Regions from separate parts of the Mus musculus genome. Here all the other regions are linked to region 3. Evidence: chromatin contacts called from public ChIA-PET and promoter capture Hi-C data. All regions are on one chromosome and are shown on one strand. Each heading gives the region's core, a stretch centred on a gene start, on an enhancer-like site or on the middle of the called end of the contact. The rest is flanking DNA. Distances are from core to core; before and after follow the strand shown. Region 1 has its middle 19 kb from the start of Ttc39b. Region 2 overlaps Ttc39b (tetratricopeptide repeat domain 39B). Region 3 holds the start of Psip1 (PC4 and SFRS1 interacting protein 1). Region 4 overlaps Ttc39b (tetratricopeptide repeat domain 39B).

What was found. Promoter capture Hi-C pulls out the DNA fragments that hold promoters and counts their contacts. ChIA-PET counts read pairs in DNA pulled down with a chosen protein or histone mark.
Region 1: a contact with region 3 is called in an RNA polymerase II ChIA-PET map of memory CD8 T cells, with 68 read pairs. The contact joins the enhancer-like site here to the promoter of Psip1 in region 3. A contact is called at or near these places in 1 of 39 promoter capture datasets (pre-B cells), 1 of 484 Hi-C or Micro-C datasets (embryonic stem cells), 2 of 115 datasets of contacts at active chromatin or transcription factors (embryonic stem cells and memory CD8 T cells) and 1 of 9 other capture datasets (adipose tissue).
Region 2: a promoter capture Hi-C map of the HPC-7 cell line shows a contact between it and region 3. The contact joins the enhancer-like site here to the promoter of Psip1 in region 3. A contact is called at or near these places in 12 of 39 promoter capture datasets (3T3-L1-derived adipocytes, the C10 cell line, the HPC-7 cell line and 7 more), 1 of 15 datasets of contacts at CTCF or cohesin (the NIH/3T3 cell line), 7 of 115 datasets of contacts at active chromatin or transcription factors (the 230-238 cell line, effector CD8 T cells, embryonic stem cells and 2 more) and 4 of 9 other capture datasets (adipose tissue, liver, macrophages and 1 more).
Region 4: a contact with region 3 is called in an RNA polymerase II ChIA-PET map of effector CD8 T cells, with 4 times the contacts expected there. The contact joins the enhancer-like site here to the promoter of Psip1 in region 3. A contact is called at or near these places in 12 of 39 promoter capture datasets (3T3-L1-derived adipocytes, the C10 cell line, the HPC-7 cell line and 6 more), 3 of 484 Hi-C or Micro-C datasets (long-term hematopoietic stem cells, natural killer cells and regulatory T cells), 7 of 115 datasets of contacts at active chromatin or transcription factors (CD8 T cells, the NIH/3T3 cell line, effector CD8 T cells and 2 more) and 4 of 9 other capture datasets (adipose tissue, embryonic stem cells, liver and 1 more).

Annotation. Positions count from the first base shown.
Region 1 is chr4:83,341,498-83,344,466 of GRCm38.p6, forward strand. No RefSeq gene overlaps it. Among named protein-coding and RNA genes, the nearest start is that of Ttc39b, 19 kb to the left of the region's middle. Within about 2 kb of position 1,389, at least 48 of the 459 cell types and tissues checked have an H3K27ac peak or open chromatin away from gene starts, as enhancers often do. A contact at or near this core is called in embryonic stem cells and memory CD8 T cells, where this site is marked.
Region 2 is chr4:83,268,370-83,271,240 of GRCm38.p6, forward strand. Ttc39b (tetratricopeptide repeat domain 39B) reads right to left here. Exons shown (of 20, transcript NM_027238.2): 3 at 2,748-2,849. Among named protein-coding and RNA genes, the nearest start is that of Gm42307, 15 kb to the right of the region's middle. Within about 2 kb of position 1,447, at least 28 of the 459 cell types and tissues checked have an H3K27ac peak or open chromatin away from gene starts, as enhancers often do. A contact at or near this core is called in the HPC-7 cell line, adipose tissue and pancreatic islet, where this site is marked.
Region 3 is chr4:83,484,552-83,487,845 of GRCm38.p6, forward strand. It overlaps Psip1 (PC4 and SFRS1 interacting protein 1), which reads right to left and starts at 1,912. Exons shown (of 16, transcript NM_133948.6): 1 at 1,724-1,912; 2 at 1,166-1,377. The coding sequence starts at 1,237.
Region 4 is chr4:83,231,299-83,234,557 of GRCm38.p6, forward strand. It overlaps Ttc39b (tetratricopeptide repeat domain 39B), which reads right to left. Exons shown (of 20, transcript NM_027238.2): 18 at 1,413-1,530. Among named protein-coding and RNA genes, the nearest start is that of Gm46887, 46 kb to the left of the region's middle. Within about 2 kb of position 1,988, at least 74 of the 459 cell types and tissues checked have an H3K27ac peak or open chromatin away from gene starts, as enhancers often do. A contact at or near this core is called in CD8 T cells and effector CD8 T cells, where this site is marked.

The sequences.
Region 1 (2,969 bases), core at 139-2,638, 140 kb before region 3:
AACAGGCTTTCTCTTTGTAGCCCTGTCGTTCCTGGAACTCACTGTGTGGACTGGGCTGGCCTTGAACTCAAAGATCCACCTGCCTCTGTGCACAACCCCTCTCCACCCCCACCTCGGTGCTGGGATTAAAAGCTCTACACCACCATTATTCAGTTCCAGCTAATACGAAAATACTTACGTTTTGCTTTGATTTGGCTTTCTGAGCCCCAGCTGATATGCAGGTCTCCCTAGTCCTGGGATTAAGGCATTCTTAGCCAGCCCTCAGAACAGAGCGTCAAGGATGATTAAAATTAGCTCAGAGAGAAATGGCCGACGATGTCTAGGACAGACACTGATAGCCCCCAAATCAGAGAAAATGCTCCATCCTCATAAAGTTTACGTGCCAGGGCAGAAGAGAGAAATGCCAGGTAAGGCAGCATTCCTGTAATGGAGCATTTAGGAGGCCAAGACAGGATCGTGAGTTCAAGGCCAGTATGGGCTGTATAGGGAGACCCTGTCAGAAAAATAAAACAACCCGCCATTAATGATAAGATGATACAGAGATAGGCACTCAAGAATAGAATAGAAAACAGGCTAAAGGTATTAGACACTCCATTGCCAGTCACATCTAAGGCACTCCTAGGAGACCAGCCCTCCTAATTACAAACTGGGAAATAAAAGGGGAAAGGAAGCGCCGAGGTTACTGTAAATGACCCCTCCCCCAAAAGGCAGTCTTCTGGTGAAGGGTTTTTAACTTGAAAGCAGCTCCAACACAGGAGCTTCATTAGCTCAATGAAAGCAGAGTCCGGGTGACCATAGCAGGTGGAAACCGAGAGGAGAAATCCAGGAACAGGGTAAAGGTAAAAGGGGTGGGGGTGGGAGTGGGGTGGGGGAGTAGAACTTGGGGTGGAGTCTGGCCCAACCTCTGGCTCTTCCCAGGCACACGGAGCCAACTCCCTGCTGCTTAGCCAAGGCTAAAAGAACCAAGCTTCTATAACAGGGCAAAGAGCATTTACTGTGTGTGTTTGGCCAAGTCAGCTAACATCTGTTTTTGTTTTAATTGCACGCTCTTCTGAGAAGTCCAAATCAAAGCCCTGAAAAATTCCCTTAAAGGTTATCTTCCTACCCACTGCACTGTGGGCTCCCCACAGGCTACTCGCTCTTCCCTCTTTGTCGCGGGGAAAAGGGAAAGGGGAAAACAGCTTGGTGTCAAGAATCAAAAGTAGCATTGTGCGCCCGCCTTTGACACAGTCTTCCTCTCTGAGATCTCACCTCTCAAAGATAAGCAAAACCACATGCAAACACACAAGTAAGAAATACAGGGCGGGATTCGCCTTGTCCTCACATGCCTGCAATCTCAGCTCAGGAGACAAGGGCAGGGGGATAGATCTTTCCAAGTTCCAGGTCAGCCAAGGTTCCGTCCTTGGTAAGGTCCTGACGCCTCCATGGCACTGCATGCCCCAACCCCCTCCCTAGGTAGCATGTTACCGGGAATTTTTCCTGCTCTATCTATTCATACTAGTTTTCTGTGGCACAGAGACCCTGTAAAATTAGATGACAAAGTGCAGGTATAGAAGAGAGAAACAAACAGGCAGTTTATGGCAATGTGCACTATAGAGACAGGACAACACTTAAGGTGGGCATAGTTGGCAAGGATACGGATTTATACGTCATTATGTTAAGGAAAGAATGATAGTTTATTGATATTGCAGTAATGAAGATCAAACGCAGGGCCTTACACAGGCTAAGCTGACGCTTTACCACTGAGCTGCCTCACCGGCTCCAGACTGAGATTTGCATTTTACTTTATTTGGAAGCAGTGTCTCACTGTGTGGACCAGGCTGGCCTCTTCACACAGACTTGCTCTCATGCCACCCTCCCAAGTGCTGGGCTTAACACCGTGCACCACGGCACCTGGCCTGTGGTAGAGAATCAAAATAGTATCAAGACAAATAAAGACTGTGCTGCTAGGGAAAGATAAATATGGAGAAACCACTGGGAAGCAATGGTTGGGTAATACACTTAGTGCCAGGCTAAGGATCTGTTTTGTCTCCAGCATTTAATCTTTACTCTTCCTTGGTGAAGGCAGAGCGGAGTCTTCATACGTCTATGTCTTGACTATGCAAGTGAGCAAGAGCCAAAATTATTTATTTCTGCTTCTTTGTGAGAAGCAGAAATATCTTCAGCTCCAAATACTTCTCTTTCAAAACCGAGTGCTTGGTGTGGGTGGATGTGTCCTGGCACTCCTCAAAAGGTTCGACTTACAGTGCTGTTTGGTTTTTTTTTTGTTTTTTTTTTAAATGTTTCAGAATTATCAGATAAGCAAAGATAATTTTTTTAAAGTTTTCTTTTCTTTTTTTCTTTAAGATTTATTTATTTATCCATTATATGTAAGTACACTGTAGCTGTCTTCAGACACCCCAAAAGAGGGCGTCAGATCTCATTATAGATGGCTGTGAGTCACCATGTGGTTGCTGGGATCTGAACTCACTCATGATCTTCAGTCTGAGCTCTTAACTGCTGAGCCATCTCTCCAGCCCAAGATAAACATTTTGAGAAAATGTTCTGTTGAGGGGCTAGAGAGATGGCTCAGTGATTAAGGATGCTTGCTGCTCCTGCCATCCCTGTTGGACGGTGCCCAACTCCAGCAGCAGGGGAGTCTAGCACCCTCTTCTGGCCTCCACAGGCATGCCCACATCAGATATACACAAATACACATACTTTCAAACAAAGTTAATTGTTTAAAATGCTCCATTGAGTTATTGCTGTTATTGAAGTCTGCATTGTTATAGTCCTATTGAGGGCAGTAATTTACCCAAATCACAAACTCTCAGAGCAACCACATCAGCCTACAAATGTTCTTACATGTAGATCATAGTGGGGTTTTAGTACAATCACTGCATTTAGGGTAAACATTAGAATGATATAGCTGCTTTTCACTGTATCTAAGGTAAACAGCAGAACGAATAGTTGTTTTCTAGAAGTGCTCA
Region 2 (2,871 bases), core at 197-2,696, 220 kb before region 3:
TCTCTAACCTTTCCTCTTCCTGACTCAGATGCACAAATCTCACTTATTTTAACCTAAGCAAACTAAAGAAGGAAATAACTTACCCTCAGCCTCTCTGTGTATCCTACCATGGCATCTTTGCTAGTTTGCATCTGAAATGCCCCCAAAGACCGATGTATTAAAAGCGTTCGTCTCCAAAGGTGTATTATCTGGGAACGGTAAACTAAGAGGTGGGGCCCAAGTGGCAGATCTTTAGGCGATGGACAGACACCCTTAAAGGGAACTGTGGTGCTCTGGCTTCCTCCTCCTGTCTCCTTCCCTGACCATGATGTAGTGCAGTATTGCCCCGCCATGCACTCCAAATTCCCTCCACAACATGCCCCCTATGACAGAGCCAAAAGCAGTGGGGCTGGCCCATCACAGGCCAGAAACACTGAATTTATGGTTTGTGAGACAACAGAAACCTTTCTAAGTTGATTGCTTCAGGTAGTTTCTATGGTAACAAAAGCTGATTATGCTTAGCACACCTACCAAAGAACTAAACAGTGGCATCTGTCACCAAAGCCCAAGTCCTGCCCCAATGTCCTCCATTCTCATCAAGAGCTGACCACGAAATACAAAGAATACCTTGCAGAGGGCACCATGCACGTCGCTTTACAACATCTGCCTTGTGGACCACATTCAGAGCTCGCCCACCCTGAAATCCTTGTCTAGCTTGTGTCCTCTGCTGTTTCACTCTCAGCCCCTATGTCTGTGGCTCTCGCTAGAACCCTCACTCTCTCAGCTAGCCTTCCCCCCTTCCCAAGGTCCCTCTGCCCATCCCCTCCCCCTGCAGCCTCTCCCTTCTTATAGCCTGCTGTCTCCCAGAAACAGCATCCGTGATCCAGGCCTTCCAGCTAAGAGTCCCAGGCCTTAGCTTTAGTCGAGCTGTGACCTTACTCATTAGTACTTTCAGTTGTGTTTATTTTACTACGGCTTTTAAACAGCTTTATAAATATTGATGCATTAGTGACCTAGGAAACATAAAAATTAAAGGATAACTCTAAGAAGTGAATATTTTTTCTAGACAAAAAAACAAAAATTCCATGAGCAAGGACATTTGGAATTTTAAAAAGCAATGTGGAAAATAAAATTTTAAGACTCTTACAAGTTATTTCCACCTTCATCTCCATCCCTCAACCCCTTCCATATTATGACAATTTGCCAAACTCATGAGTAAATTGGACCCACTTGTAAATAGCTAATTCCAATTGTGAACTCTCACATGAAGACCTGATATATAAACTTCAAAGCTCTACAAGCCCATGAGTAAGAATGCACAGTGTTTCCCATGGGTTTTAAGAGAACTTTAACAAAAAGGCCTGTAACTCATACAAGATCAACCGAAGGCTCAGGAAAGGCTGGATGGATAAAGCACTGGGCAGAAGTTCATGTGCCCAGAACCCACGTAAAACCAGATGCTGTGACTCATAATCCCAGCATTGCTATAGAGATAGAGGAAGTGGAGACAGAAGCCAGTAGCCGGCTAGCCTGGAGTAAACAGCTAGCAAAAGACATCCTGCTTCTTCACACAGAGTGAGTGGTAAGAACTGACCTGTGTGTGTCCGTGTGTCCTCTGACCGCCACACACATGCACACGAGCACCCACATTCATGCACACAGCATACACAAACATGCAGATACATACACACGTATGTGAGCACATGCATTACATATTACACATACTTTTTGAAAAAACATTAAAAAAATCAACTTAGACAATCAGAAATCTGTTAATTCTGGAATAAACTGAAAAGACAATAACTGGCAATTAAATAGTATTATAATTTTAATCCATGCCTATTAGGGATGGAAAATATAATGATCTGTAACTTTTAAAAGCAGACTACAGAACAATGTAACATGATCCTAATTAAAACAACTCAGTAAGTCTAAGAAGGACATAAGCTTTTCTGAAGCTACTGAGTTTCCACAGTGGATATGTTTCTTAAAATGTATTTTCAAAATCCCAGCACTCGGGAGGCAGAGGCAGGCAGATTTCTGAGTTCGAGGCCAGCCTGGTCTACAGAGTGAGTTCCAGGACAGCCAGGGCTATACAGAGAAACCCTGTCTTGAAAAACCAAAAAAAAAAAAAAAAAGTATTTTCAAGCCAAAGACATGAGAAAATATAAGGAAGAAAAATAGGAACACAATGTTAGTTTTTAAAATCTATTATAGGTCACATGTGGTAGTTGTAATTCCAGAACTTTGTGTAGAAGGGTTGGGAATTCAAGGCCATCTTCATCTGTGTAGCTCACTCCAGGCCTGCCCAGCTACAATAACAAACAAAACAAATAAGACCAAAGTTTTAACCTTTAAAGATAGGCCAGTAAGAGGTTCCTGCTGCCAAGCCCGAACGAGGATGATCAGAGTTCAATTCCTGAAACCCACAGAGAGGAATGAGAGAACTGACTCCGCATGTTGTCCTGTGCCCTACACGCACGCACGCACGCGCACACACACACACACACACACACACACACACACACACACATGTGCCGTGGTGCTCGTCCTCACACACATGCACACACACAAAATAACACTCAGGTTTGTCCAGAATCAAGAACCTGTGCCCCAGAATTGAATTTAGTATTGCTGTTACTATACCACCAAGCCCCCTGGCGTGCATCTTCTTCTCTAACTTGCCAAAGGACTCCATAACTGCCTAGGCCCACCCCCACCTCACTGGTGTTCTAGTCTCTTGAGAGTACCCAACAGTCCCCACATACCCTTCAGGTCTTCCCATAGCAGATGCTCCAAGCTGTCTGGAGGTCCGTTTGGTCTCGCATGGTACAAAGTGAAAGCCGCTGGTGGCCATGTCCGATGGAGATCTGTGGATTGAAACCAGTGAGG
Region 3 (3,294 bases), core at 662-3,161:
GCCCTAAAGACGTTTGCAACATATGTAACGGTCAAAGCACACACACAGCAGTAATTTACAAGTTTTCCTATAGGAAAACAAGAACACCAATTATATAGACAAGGCTGAGGATTAAGGCTCTACCAAACAAGGTACCCCAGGAGGATGGGAAGTTAGGGAGCAGTCTAAGTCAGTACTCATACACAGCTGTCAGAACCCAACGATGGAATTCATTATTTTTAAGTAATACCTTTCAAAGATTAAATTAGTTACGTGCATAAAAAAAATAGCCAGGCAGTGGTAGTGTACGCCTTTAGTCCCAGCACTCCAGAAGCAGAGGCAGGTAGATCTCCGAGTTTGAAGCCAGCCTGGTCTACGAGTGAGTTCCAGAACAATCAGCGCTACACAGAGAAACTGTCTTGAAAATGAAAATAAAAAATAGGTTGTATGAAAAAATAATTACAATTTTAGAACATGAGTCTATTTTTGAGTTTATCTAATAACCTTCTTTAAGTCTTATCTATAGTATTCTGAACCTTGACACCATTATAAACTAACAAAAAAAACCTATTTTTTTTTTCCTGAAAATGGAGCTCGGCTGTTTAATGTAACATCTTGAGCCCTTAGGACTTCTCCAGTTAGGTTAATCCAGTGTCCGGTCTACTTCTCCCTTTGGCTATGGAGAACAAAAAATGGAAAACAACATCTTCAAGGTCATAAAGCCAAAGACTGTGAATCTAAAGATCCAAATGAGCCGCCAACTGCAAATCGGTACGAAGCAACCTAAACCACAGCTGACATGCAAGGGCTTGGAGTCTGCATTTTTCGTTGACGCTTTGTATTTTGTTCAAAATTCCAAATTTTAAGGAAATGTCATGATTTCAACTCACAAAAATCCTACTTGATGATTTCGCCTCAATGAAACGTTAATTGAATGTCATCCCCAAAAACTGCTATATAGAACACCTGTCAGAGACTCAAAAAGGGAAACCGCCGCGGATATGAAGGAAAACCTAGAATTTTACAATTGTACGTGAGTATACAGAAAAAAAAAAAAAGAAAGAAAGCTAAAATGAAAGGTTCCAAGTAACGGTAAAGAGAAAAGGAGAGGAAGGACTGAAAGGAAGCCGAGAAGAAACGATGGGAGGCAGGCCGCACCGCTACACCGGGGCTACAAATCACTTACTCGAGCTGGCCAATGAGGATAACCTTTCATCTTGGCGAAGATGAGGTCTCCAGGTTTGAAATCGCGAGTCATGTTTGAGGGGCGACGCCGGGAGTCCCAAGACCAGAAGGGGGAGCAGCGCAGCCGCGATCAGGAGATGCGAGAGCACAGACGCGAGCTGGGACTGGCGGGCCCGCGGGCGGGGGAGGATGCCTCGGGGTGTCCCGACGCGCCTGCGAGGGACAGCAGGGAGGGCGGTTAAAGCGCAAACCCCAGGGAGGGGCCGCGGGGAGGAGGGCAGGGGGAGGGGAGGCGGCGGAGGGGGAGGGGGAGCCGCCTGCGCGCCTCCTCGGACAGAGCGCGGCCTCGGCCCCGAGCAGCGCCGGGGCCTGCGGTCGCGGCCACCTGAGGCAGGGATGCTGCCCGCCACCCGGCCGCCGGCCTCCCACCCCGGCGCTCCCAGGGCTTTTCCCACGGGCCGCAGCCCACGAGGGAGGGGCGCGGCGGGGAGAGGAGGGAGGCTGCGAGCGCGGCCGCCCGCTTCCCATCCGCGCCGAGCGGGGGCGGGGCGGCTCTCACCTGCCGGGCGGCGGCGCTGGGGCTGCGGGGCGCGCTGGCCGCTCCTGCCCACGTCCACGCCGGCCACCTGCGCCACCAGCTGCCGCAGAGGCGTCTCAACGGCTCCGAGCTGCAACCGCCACCGCCACCGCCACCGCCGCCGATGTCGCTACGCCGCTCCCGCGCGGCTCCCGCTCGGCGCCCGCTAGCGCTGGGCCGTACCAAGTGCTCGCGCAGGCACGGGTGGCGCTACAGCCGCCGAGCGTCGTGGCTCGGGAGCTGAGGGCCTGAGTCCCCTAGAGCCCACAGGTGCCCCTGGTTGCGACCAATTGCAAGCAGATGCCGTGGGAGGGGAGGGAGAGGGGAGGCCCGGAGAGAGGCACGCGGGAGCTGTCCCTCTCCTCCACCCCCCCCACGGCTGGCACAGTGGTCGCGCCCGGCCCGCCCCTGCTGGCTGCTCTGCGTGTGTGTATTTGTATGTGTACTGTATGTAAAAGACGGGGAGGGAGGAAACGATTGTTGTGGACCCGGTTTGGGGGCGGGTATCCGGGCCTGTAGCCCACGGCTGCATGTTTAAGAGAATGTGGCAGCCCAAGGTGCTTGTTCTCGCATCCTTCTCCTTGGTGCGAGTACTGTAGTGCTCCTGCGCAGTTTACATCATCCCCAAAATGAAGAGCTGTGCAAAATCCCAGAGATGAAATTGGAATATGAAGCAGTTGCAGGGTGTGCACCTTGTAGGCCTCTTACACCTCGCAGAATGGGCTTTGCAGTCTCCTTTTCTTGGGACTGAAACATGAGAAAGCCCTATTTCATTTCCCTGATATTTCAACCGCGGAGAACCGTTAACGAAAACACAATCCCATTGAATGCAAAACGTCAAGGATATAAAACAATGACAGAGAAAGCGTAGTTAGCTTGTTAGTTAGGATGTGGATTTGGGCCCAATCTAAATTTTAGCCCTGCACTTAAAATTCTATTTCCCTAGAAAAGTGATATATATGGTGGTAGGTGATACAGGAGAGAAGAGTTACTAACACCTAAATATTTCATCATTTAAAATTCTCTTAAAGGGTATTTAAAGGTGAACTTATTTTTGATCCTTTAGCCAGTGGATGCTTTTAATATTTTGTAATACACCTTCTGAAATGGGTTGACTTTTACGATCTTTACTCTAGCAGAACTAATATTATTTATCCATTAACATCCAGGTTCCCAATAAGTAAGGATGTGGCAAATTAGAAGACATTAAAGTATTAAGAAAAAATAAGTCTTTTGTTTCATCCTTCATTGAATCTCTCCAAAATCCTGTTTAGAATAGAGCACTGTTTGGTGTTGAATATACAGCTAGGAACAAGATTAGGTATTTCCTATATCAAACAGGCTAAAAATATTAAAGATATTAAGAATATTAAAATGTGTAAGCAATAATACTGCTTTAAATAAAGACTCACAGCTGAGACTCAGGAAGAGCTTTGTTTGAATAGGCAAAAATTCAGGGCTTTATTTATAAAAGGAATATTGCATGTCTTTAAAAGGAAATCTGGCACCCCAATGTTAAATGCCTAGCAAGCAGGCCACTGTAGATGTGCATC
Region 4 (3,259 bases), core at 738-3,237, 250 kb before region 3:
TGCAATGTGATACTCTACAGTTTCCATTCTGAATGGCTACTCTGTTTGCTGACTTGTCTAATTCTGTGTCAGATTAATTTCAGTTTATCAGGCTATAACCAAAACTAGTCTCAAAGAAGTAAGAGGAGACAGTTGTGTGGAAGGAGACATGGTTATGCAGAGACCTAAGACTTGTGTCTTGGTGGCCATGAAGAAGATGAAGCCCTAAACCCACAGACAGCAGGTGGCTGGACCTTCAGCTTGGAAAAGAGGATGCATCTTTTGGAGAGAGTATGGACCAGAAGAAACTCTCTTGCTGGCAAGGGACAAGACAGATGACCTTTTGCCTATACTTCTGGCATGAAGAAAAAACAAAAAGCATATCTCTTTGGAAATTAACCATCAAGAGGCCAGTCCTCACGGAAACTTGCATTTCAAATGTCCCTTGCTCTAGAGTTCCAAGAACTGTGCTGAACAATGATATTAACACAAAAGTGGCTTGCGCAGAAGCCGAGGTGGGTGGTGTAGGAGGTCTCCTCTTCAACTTAACCCCACCTAAGGTGACTGCACAATTCAAACATTGTAAACCACACCAGTCAATGATTCCCTGTGAAATTCAGCAAGTGGCCGGCCCTTGAACATTAGGAAAATGCCAATAAACTAGAGCTGCGAATACACCAAATTACCTTATTGGGGAACAAGATTCCGTGTCCTACATTCTCATAAATACTGTCATGAGGGAGGAGTCCAAGTGGCTGTTAATGGGAAGGCACGTGACCTGGGAAAGAAGGCATCAGGTGGCACACTGAATGGCCTCTATCTTTTTGGCTTGCAGTCTTTTCAAAAATATTGAACAAAATATTTAAAACCCAGGAGACCTGACATTAGATGCAGTTTTCAGGTTCTTTATGAAAAGAAGTAGGGAGCCCTGCTCCTGGGCCCACACTGTGCAGAGTGAGTAGTCACAGCCATTAGAACACAGTGGTCACCAGTTTACTGACAGGCAGTCACCCTTGCTCCAACTCTCTGAAAAGTATCAGGACAGTACTGTCATTGCTGTAAAACAAAGATCACCATACACAGAAGAAATGTCCTGTGGGAAAAAACAAGGAGCAGTATTTTCACCTCTCTTCCCTGCCAAATCACCATCTCTCTCTCACACACACACACACACACACACACACACACACCCCACAGGAAGTGATAGAGACCAAGTGAGTTTGAGAGCCTCAGTAGTTTACAGCCAACGCTTAGCGACTGTCAGCCTGGCTCTAAGTTTACATTTAGCAGTCATCTTTAAGCAGTGAGTGGAAATAACGTAAAGCCATATTCCAAACAAACCGCAGATCTGTTCATGAGGTTAAAGGCTCGGGGCACCCCTTTGTCCCACAGATTCCCCTGAAGCCACCACCTGTCCTCGGGCTGCCTCTTACCTTTCCACAACGTGGTTGAAACACAGCTCAGCTTGCAAGGGCCGCTCCAAGTTCTTGAGGCAGCATCCTTTCAGTAATTTCACCAAGCATTCATCATCCACAGAGTAGTCAGTAAAGTCTTAAAACAAGAAGCATAGACGGAAGGGGGAAAGCTCATTGTTTGCATGGTGTCTGCGATGGATGCTAGAGCCCCATCTTTACGAGGCAGACACTCTGGGCTGCCCTGCACCTCCAGTCCAAAAATGCTTTCAAAAAACTCCGAACTGAGAGGAAAACTAACTGATGTTGGGCTTTAAGGGGACCATTCACAAACACGTTTGTTAACTCACGACACACTGCAAACCCTTGCTGAGAAGAGCATTGAACTCTCTCAATCACCAGCATTTCTTACGCTGTGTTCACAGGCAGAGTTTTCAGGTGGTCATCCTGAATCCTGTGGCCTTAGCTACGACAGGAAATCTGAACTCTACATAAAGAATGAGCTCCATTAATTCTCTCAGAGGTGAAGGGAGGAGCCAGGCTGTCTCCTCCTGTGGTTTTGGCTTCTAACTCTGCTGGCACCCGTGCAGGAGAGGATAGCGCTTCCATATGGAGAAGCAGATGGCCTCCCACCCGTTCAAAATGCAGGAAGCAGAAACCTCTCTTCCAGATCATTATGTTTACAACCTAGCAGTTCTCCCAGGTTATGTTCTTTTGGGGGGAAGTTATGCCGTGAAATGGTTCCGAAACGTGGGCGAGGCACCCCAAGCCCCCACGAACCCCCATGCTCCTAGAATGTCAGGGCCTTCCTTCCCCACCCGGACCCCTGTCTCCAGCTCAGTTTGGGCGTATGAGGCAGAGTGAGTCGCATCGAATGGGGCGGTGGCTGTGTGACAAAGGTAGCCATGCCATGCGCTCCATGCGTGAGGGCTTTCCTGCTTTTTTTCTTTTGCGGGTGACATGTGAAGAAGCTATTCCAAGACAGACTGCTAATTTACACGTCTCAGGCTGTGACAGTGTGGAGGGGTGGTGAAGGGAACTGAGCAGACTCTGAACGTCCCCAGATTGAAAGGCTCATGCTTCAGGGTCAAGGCTCAGACCTCACCAGTGACATGTGCTGGTGTTTCAGCTTATAAAGCCCTCACCTATTAGAGGTTAACAGTGCCACTCACCCAGCTAGAAGGGGCTCACTTCACTTCTAAGTGTTTAAACATTTGAGATTCACTTCTAACTATCAAGTGCTGACACGTCACTAGAAAGCCCACGGATGCCAACACCTCTAACCTTTCCCACTACTTAGAGCTACCTTTCCCTACACCCAACCCATGCTTCTCTCAGAGATGTCTACGAAAAGGTCAGTCGGCCCTTAGCCCAAAGCCTTAAGACCCACACAGGACACTGGATTTTAGTGTCACTGCTGTGTATCCTATTGAACTTTGAGAAGTAGTTTTCTGACAGTTTGTGTCGTGACAACATCTGCTTGCTCAGTGAATTATGGTTTTTGAGGTGCCACAGACAACTACCATTGAAAAACCAGTAAAGTCACTCTGTGGGGATCTTAAGTTAGCAATTTGACAGAGGGGTTTATATCCCACATCCGACACAAACCTCAGAAGCAAAACCACAGACTCCTCTGACCATAGTACACTGTCGTCACATGATCACTCCCTGTCATGATTCAAAGTCTCATGAAAGAGGAAGATTTCAATAGTTTCCATCTTCAATTGGAATTTAAAAATATATATATATCACTGCAACAAGACAGGCGATACGGCTTTGCCGGTGAAGGCGACTGCCACTAAGGGTGATGACCTGGGTTTGATCCCAAGGACCCACATGGTAGAAGAAAAGTACCAGTGTCACAAATG